2 separate regions of the Sus scrofa genome follow, and region 1 is linked to region 2. A link is a contact called in public Hi-C data. All regions are on one chromosome and are shown on one strand. The core of a region is the stretch at or near the end of the contact, and the rest is flanking DNA. Distances in the headings are between cores, read along the strand shown.

Region 1 (3,874 bases), core at 1,363-3,862, 390 kb before region 2:
TGCAGCCTGTCACCCATGACAATGAATGGGAAATGCTTTCACCACAGCCTTCTCAGAAAAACATAATCCCCGAAACAGAAATCGAGGAGGAGACAGAGTTTCTTGAGCCTAGAACAAGGAAACCAAGACCAAACGGGTAAGCAAAAAGCTGGATTTATTTTCTTTTCCTGAAATGTGTTTTATTAGAATCTGGGGAAGGGGTAAGGGGATTATGGAATATGATTTGGAATGGAGTAATGGAGTAAATATTACATGGAATATGAAGAATACCTAGATGATAGGAGCTTTGCTTACATTTACTGCAAAGCATATCATCAGTAAAAGCAGCTGCTAGATAACCATAATGGTAATGATGATATGTGTACATTTTCAGCCCAAACACCTTCAGTTTCCATTCAGAGTCTTTACACGTATGCTCCTGATACTTATTCCACCTACTCAAGACCTATATTTCCCTTAAACAGACAGTTGGAACCAGTGGGTGGAGGGCACTCACATATGTTCACGGTATAAGGCAGTTTGCACACATTAGCTTATTTAATCCTCACAGCAACCCTCAAGAGGTTAAATATCATTATCTTTATTTTACATATAGTGATGGGGGGAGGGGAGGCTCTGAAAGGTTCTGTAACATGCCTGGCATTAAATAACCAGAATAAGCACTATGAGATTCAAAGTTTTCTACCTCCAAAGCCTATGTTTTTCCAGCAGACACACTGCCTGTCATTCAGAGAAGGTGGTGATGGTTTCATGTAAGTGTCTAACTTACTAATAAAGCATAAGAAGACTGCACAAGGCTGAAAATCTTCCTGTGAAACATTCATGTCTTCAGTGGCTGAAGAATTGGTCGAAGACCATCAAACCAGTCATTCATTCATTCATTCATTTATTTGCTCACCATTTGGTTTTTGAGAATCTCCTCTGGGCTGAGATTCCAGGTAGCCCACGGATATAATCCCCATTCTCAATCTCCCAGGCCTGCTGAAAGTGTTTAGGTTTGTTCATTTCTCTTCCCTTGGCCTGATAAAGCCTCCTGCTGTCACAAAACAGAAAATTGTGAAAAGTATCTTAAGGAAAGGGGAAAATCATGCTTCCCCCATAAAATAGAGTGGAGAAATGATATCTCTTTCCTGCTCACTTTTGAAAGCCTGAAGGACTGTACATATCACAGACCCACTGCAAATTAAAGCAGCTGAGTCCAGCCTGGCTCTGCCACTGCCGTTTTATATTTTAGGATTAAGCCTTGGCTTAAGTCTCCTCATCCATAAAATGAGTGGGTTGGGCTGGAGGATCTCAATCTTTCCTTCAGTATTAAATCCCTTGACCTTAATTTGTAAATAGAAAGTTCCCGGAAGAGCTTTGGCATTCACAAATTACATTTCTTCATGAAAGGAACAGAAATCGGAAAGAACAGCAGGAGTATAATGAAGGTTAGCAAAGTGCCATAAAGAGTTAAAAGCTACACCATCTTCGAGTGCAGCTTCATAAATCCAGACATTTTCAGTTGGTCTAATCTTTCTTTCTTCCTGTCAAGCTATTTCCTTCCAGAGAGACCTCAGATCCGTTATCGGAAAGAGAGTAGCAGATGGATCGCAGCAGCCCTGCTGGCATTGTTATAGATTGAGCTCAGAATTCAGGCAGCCTCAAGTTGGCTGAGCTATTATTTGGCTCCTTGTCTGCATTTTGCACACGGCTCTGAAATCCAACAGATGATTGTGTTCAATTGTGCCACTAGCCTCTTTGCTTTTAATGAGATTGCTTTGCTCATCCCTTTCTGCTCAGCTCCCGCAGTAATGAAAATTTTCTCACTGCTGGGGAGGGGACAGATTTTCCCCTGGCATTTATATTACCTTTGCATAAATAATTTACTCTGAATATGTCTGAAAGATTTCTTCCTGATGGATCTTGGGAGGATCTAACTACTATCTAAAACAGTAGTTTTCTAGGTGGGGCCCAAAAACCAACAGGCCTCATCAACACCTGGATATTTGCTAGAAAGGTACATTGCCTGTCCCACCTCATACCTCCTGATCAAGAACCTGGGGTGTGGTCCAGCTGTCATATTCCTCCTCTAGGGGATTCTGAGGCACAGCAAAGTTTGAGACCCACTGGTTTAAAACTTACCCCCATCCCTCTAGGAGTTTATAGTTTAATAAAGGATTTAAACATAGTGAAAAGGTAGATAATAGTGTGAAATTTAAATCAAAATAGTTGATGACCAATGTCATTTAAATAGCTACCAGTTATGGATTTCCTGTTGTGGCTCACCAGAAATGAATCCAACTAGTAACCATGAGGATGTGGGTTCAATCCCTGGCCTCTTTCAGTGGGTCGGGGATCCAGCGTTGCTGTGAGCTCTGGTATAGGTTGCAAACTCGGCTCAGATCCTGCATGGCTGTGGCCGTGGCCAGCAGCTATAGCTCTGATTGGACCCCTAGCCTGGGAACTTCCATATGCTGCAGGTGCAGCCCTAAAAATCCAAAAATAAGTAAATAGCTACCAGTTATAGGGATTTGCCCTGGACCAGGTACTGAACTGTATACACAGGAGCTCATGTTACCATGCCAACTGTATGAGGTAAGAATTACACAAGGGAGGAAACTGATGTTCAGAAAGTGTGAATCACTTGATCTAGTTTATAGTTAGAAAGTGAAAGGAGTTCCTGTTGTGGCTCAGTGATTAACAAATCCATCTAGGAACCATGAGGTTGCGGATTCAATCCCTGGCCTTGCTGAGTGGATTAAGGATCTGGCATTGCCGTGAGCTGTGATGTAGGTTGCAGATGTGGCTCGGATCTGGCGTTGCTATGGCTCTGGCCTAGGCCGGTAGCAACAGCTCCCATTAGACCCTTAGCCTGGGAACCTCCATATGCTGTGGGTGCAGCTCTGGAAAAAGACCAAAAAAAAAAAAAAAAAAAAAAGAAATTGAAGAAGCTGGGGAGTTTGAATTTAAGCCTCTCTCTGTCTGGAATGTGTGTTAATGCTAGTAAGTTAACAGAAAGGCATCTATGTAGGACACTTGTATGGAGAAAGAACCAGGAAGAGCTTATTACCCAGGAGTGCCCAGGGCCCAGGACACTTTAAGAGACTCCTGAGAGGCTTTGAATTTCTTTTAAAAATCAAAAGAAAAAAATGATTATATTACTGTGTGGATTATATTCTGGTGTGAATTATATTTCCTTCTATCAATGTGGATATGAAACAAATTTTTAGGGTTTTGGTTTGTTTTGGTTTTTTTTAAAGTGAAGCAAAGAGCCCATGAAGGCAAAAGTGTGTCTAAGCCTCTCAAAAGTCATACCGAGGTCCTGAGAGATGCAATTCGAGATAGGCATGAAAGGAAAGTCATAGTCTGGAAAGACAAAGAAGGAGATAAGAGGCCAGCCAAGTTAACTGGAGAGAGTAACATAAAGGAAATCCTGGAGACAGGAAGGTAATCACAGAAGCAAGGTGATAAGATAGCCATAGTTTCCCAACCAAAACCTGGAGTCATCTTCTGATGCATAATCTGACCATAGGACCAAAATCCAGACTGCCTTGAAAAAAAGAAAATTAAAACCTGCTTCTCAAAATAAGCTGATAGTATATGCAAGATGAGTTGCATTGACTTCTTGCTGTCACATCACCTAGGCCCCCCCCACCCCCGCAATGCCCACACTGTGTTGAGGGCAGTAAGCTGTGTTTTCAACATCGGAAGGAGCATCAGAAAGAAGCCTTGTTACCTAGTGAGTCTTATTCACAGAACTTGGTATGAGTGCTGGGAGAGTAAACAGTCTGCTTCAGCACTGTGTTCTCACTCCCTAGAATCAGTCTTCACAGAGGCTTTTGCCAGCAGCCTGGTCATCTTCCAGCTGTAGACCACCAGCTAAGGATTGCAC
Region 2 (3,758 bases), core at 387-2,886:
GTTTTTCTAGATGATAAATAAATTAATTTGTTGGGCTGATACATTGTTGTGTTTTTTTCTTTTTTTTCCTCTCCTAAATTCAGTACCAGAAATCAAGAAAAATGCCGGGTAGATTCTCTACCTTAAGTTCTCTTTTTCATCTTTGCCTTTTCTAGGGCCACTCCCACGGCATATGGAGGTTCCCAGGCTAGGGGTCAAATTGGAGCTGTAGCTGCTGGCCTACGCCAGGGCCACAGCAACTCGGGATCCGAGCCACGTCTGCAACCTACACCACAGCTCACGGCAATGCCGGATCGTTAACCCACTGAGCAAGGGCAGGGATCGAACCTGCAACCTCATGGTTCCTAGTCGGATTCGTTAACCCACTGCGCCACGACGGGAACTCCAACCTAAGTTCTCTTGTTTCAACTAGTGAATTTAAAAAATAATGTAATCTCTAGGAATGTCACGCACCCAGAGACCCTAACAAACTCCATGGCCAAATCAATCAATAATTTCATCGTGCCCTTTGGATAGGAAACATTTTCTTTTATCTTTTGGTCTCTTGAAAGCCAATTTTTATTATAGGTCAGTGTGCAGGTCCCCGAGCTTCTCCAGAATTGTGATAGAAACACGTGATGGAGCTAGATCTAGTCCTGCAAATCCCTTACGTAAAGACGTCAATGTGTGTGAATTGGCCTGGCCACTGCCTCCTCCTGCTACACACCATGCTAACCTTTTGGACATGAAGTACACTGGGTTGCTGATCCATGGCAGGTTCTACAAGAAGAATGACAAGGCTGGTATCTTCTCACAAGATCTGTGTAGGGAAAGAAGCAAGAAGTCCACCACTTTTGAACAGGCTCATAGCACTATGATGTTGGGAAAGGTCTCATGGGTAAACTCATTTCCCTTTTCACCCAAAATAGAACCCTTCAACTTGACATTAGCTAAATGTTGGCACCACCCATCACCTACCACGTGGGCTTCATTTGTTTTATTTTATTATTCTTATTCCTTCATTGACAATTGATTATCAAGATTTTCTTTGCAAACTTCCAGTGAAATATTAAGGATAGCCTTAAATACTAAGGGGATATTTGAACTGTCAAATGTTACTTCTTTCATATTTTAAAAATGTGTGAGAGCGAGGGAGTATGTGGTTGTGTGCATGCATGCAAGAATTTTTGAGTCAAAGGTAATCTCTGGTTTTTTGGGTTTGTTTTTGTTTTTGTTTTTGTTTTTGCTTTTTGCTTTTTGCTTTTTCGGCCACACCCAGGACATATGGAAGTTCCCAAGCCAGGGATTAAATCTGAGCTGCATCTGGGACCTGTGCCACAGCTGCAGCAATACCAGATCCTTAACCCACTGTGCCACAGTGGAAACTCCAAGGTAATCTCTTATTTCCCAAGATAGGCAGGCCATTCTAGGTTACCATGCCACTAAGCTAGAAAATCTTCAAGATGTGTCACTTCTGCCTCCCCATCACCACTTGATGGGCAAGCTTATCCAGGAAATCAGCAACTCCACATGGCAGTTTCATAGGCATACATAACAACCTCAGTGACATCTTTCAGTCAGTACAGGGAGAGAGCTTGACTAAATTTCAGTAGCTGCTTGGGAACCAACATTACTCATACAGGGGAATATTAGAAAAAGTTCTAGGTCAGAATGTGTCATATGAATGACTGTGAAGCTGAATCAGTCATTATTGTTTGCATCTTACCATTTGCCTGCTGCCTTTCTTCCTTCCTTCCTTCCTCCCTCCCTCCTTTTCTTTCTTCCTCCCTTCCTCTCTTGCCTTTCATTTCCTTTCTTCTCCTCCTGAGAGTCAGGGTGGCAGAATTGGCTCTTTAGTCACACCTGCCTTCAGATTCCTGCTGTGCCACTTCCAGGTAATTAAACTCCAAGAGTCCTACTTTCCATGTCTCTAAAAATGAGAGCAAATGATTCTTCCCCTAAAGGACTCTTGTGAAGTGGGAATAAGTTTGTAAAGTGTGCACATCATGGGTTAGTAAATGGAAGTTCCTTCTGCTTCCTTTCTTTTCTCTCTCAATTTCCTCATTTGTTACCAGTCCACCCTATTTCTGAGGTTTTGTTTTATTTCCTGTTCTCTTTACTGTTCCTTATGTGGAGTGTACCACGAGGCATTGCTTGGTTTCTCTGATGACACTCACAGTTAATCAATTTCTGAGCCTTGCTACAGAGAAAACTAGATAGGTAGGTAGGCAGGTAGATAGATATAAATGATTATCCATCCTGCCATGCTGAGTGGCAGTTTTTTCTTAGTTTGAAGAGAAAATTTTGCACTTGTTTTCCAGTAGACTGCCTGCCTGATGTATTCTCCCTGAGGGAATCTGTTAAGAGTTCAATCATCCAATGCAGAACAAAGCTAGTCCCAGGATTTTCACAAAAGTGGTGTGTACGGAGGTGATGGATGTATTAACTAGCCTTATTGTGGTAATCATTTTACACTATACATATATATCAAATTATCTTGTTATACATAGTAAACATATACAATGTTATATAATAGTATGTCTCAATTAAGCTAAGATAAAATGCTTACTTGCTGAGAGCAGTTATTCGAAGAATAATAACAAAATAACATTCATCAGATATTGAGCACCTTGAAAGTCTTTAATATTGTATGTCCAGGCTGTGGGTTGATCTTGTTTTTATTTTATCATTTTTATGCTAAAATGTACATTTAAAAAAAAGTCTTCATTAATTTTATCATTTAAAATATATAATATATATTTATACACATATGTTCATTTATAATTACGTATATATGTCTCACAATCTGGCCATTTGATATTTTACTCCAGTATTCCAGGTATAAAAGTCTGTAATGTCCTCATGTATCCACTAGAGGGTACTCTGTACACATAGTTAGCAATCAGGTTGGGCAAAGGATAGTCATCTCCAGCCAGAGCTCTTTTAACATGGATTAGTGATTTAATCTCAAGTAAAATTTGACTTGATCATAGTCTTTCTTTTTTCTACCCCAGAAATTCTAGACTGAACAGGATTTCCCCTGCCCCCACCTCTCCAAAAACCTCACCTTAACTAAGAAAATGGAGTGTCATCCTTCAAAAATGACTGTAACTCAGCCATAAAAAAACAAAAAAATTGGTGTTGTTCTTATTTAAAATTTCTTTAACTTAAATAAGCAATACTCTCACACATGGCTCAAAATGTAGAAAGGGCATATACCATGAAGTCTCTCAACACTTTTTTTTTTTTTGTCTTTTTGCCATTTCTTGGACCACACCTGTGGCATATGGAGGTTCCCAGGCTAGGGGTCTAATCGGAGCTGTAGCCACCGGCCTACGCCAGAGCCACAACAACACGGGATCCTCAACTCACTGAGCAAGGGCAGGGATCGAACCTGCAACCTCATGGTTCCTAGTCGGATTCGTTAACCACTGCGCCACGACGGGAACTCCTCAACCCATTTTATATAACTTTATTCACACTCTTTTATAGTGTTGCCTTTTTTCTTTTCTTTTTTCTTTTCTTTTCTCTCTTTCTTCCTTCTCTTTCTTTCTCTCTTTCTTCCTCTTTCTTTCTTTCAACAGTATTTTGGAGACCATTCTTTATCAGTACATAAAGACCTTCCTCATTCTTTTTAACAGCCCCATCTTATTCCATGGTGTGGATGTGTCAAGTTTCATTTGTCTACTCTCCTATTGATAGTTGTTTCATTTTTTCCAGTCTTTGCTATTTCAAACAAGGCTGCAGTGACTAGGAAGGCAGAAAGTGCTTTTCCAACC

The links. A called contact is a pair of places that touch in the nucleus more often than the background predicts.
Region 1: a contact with region 2 is called in a Hi-C map of alveolar macrophages, with 1.9 times the contacts expected there. The contact joins two enhancer-like sites. A contact is called at or near these places in 3 of 47 Hi-C or Micro-C datasets (alveolar macrophages, embryonic fibroblasts and omental adipose tissue).

The regions. Positions count from the first base shown.
Region 1 is chr1:229,653,424-229,657,297 of Sscrofa11.1, reverse strand. It overlaps PRUNE2 (protein prune homolog 2), which reads left to right. Exons shown (of 27, transcript XM_021065057.1): 15 at 1-136. Among named protein-coding and RNA genes, the nearest start is that of PRUNE2, 190 kb to the left of the region's middle. Within about 2 kb of position 2,612, at least 9 of the 83 cell types and tissues checked have an H3K27ac peak or open chromatin away from gene starts, as enhancers often do. A contact at or near this core is called in alveolar macrophages, where this site is marked.
Region 2 is chr1:229,266,524-229,270,281 of Sscrofa11.1, reverse strand. It overlaps PCSK5 (proprotein convertase subtilisin/kexin type 5), which reads right to left. Exons shown (of 37, transcript XM_021065005.1): 28 at 716-799. Among named protein-coding and RNA genes, the nearest start is that of RFK, 69 kb to the left of the region's middle. Within about 2 kb of position 1,636, at least 1 of the 83 cell types and tissues checked has an H3K27ac peak or open chromatin away from gene starts, as enhancers often do. A contact at or near this core is called in alveolar macrophages, where this site is marked.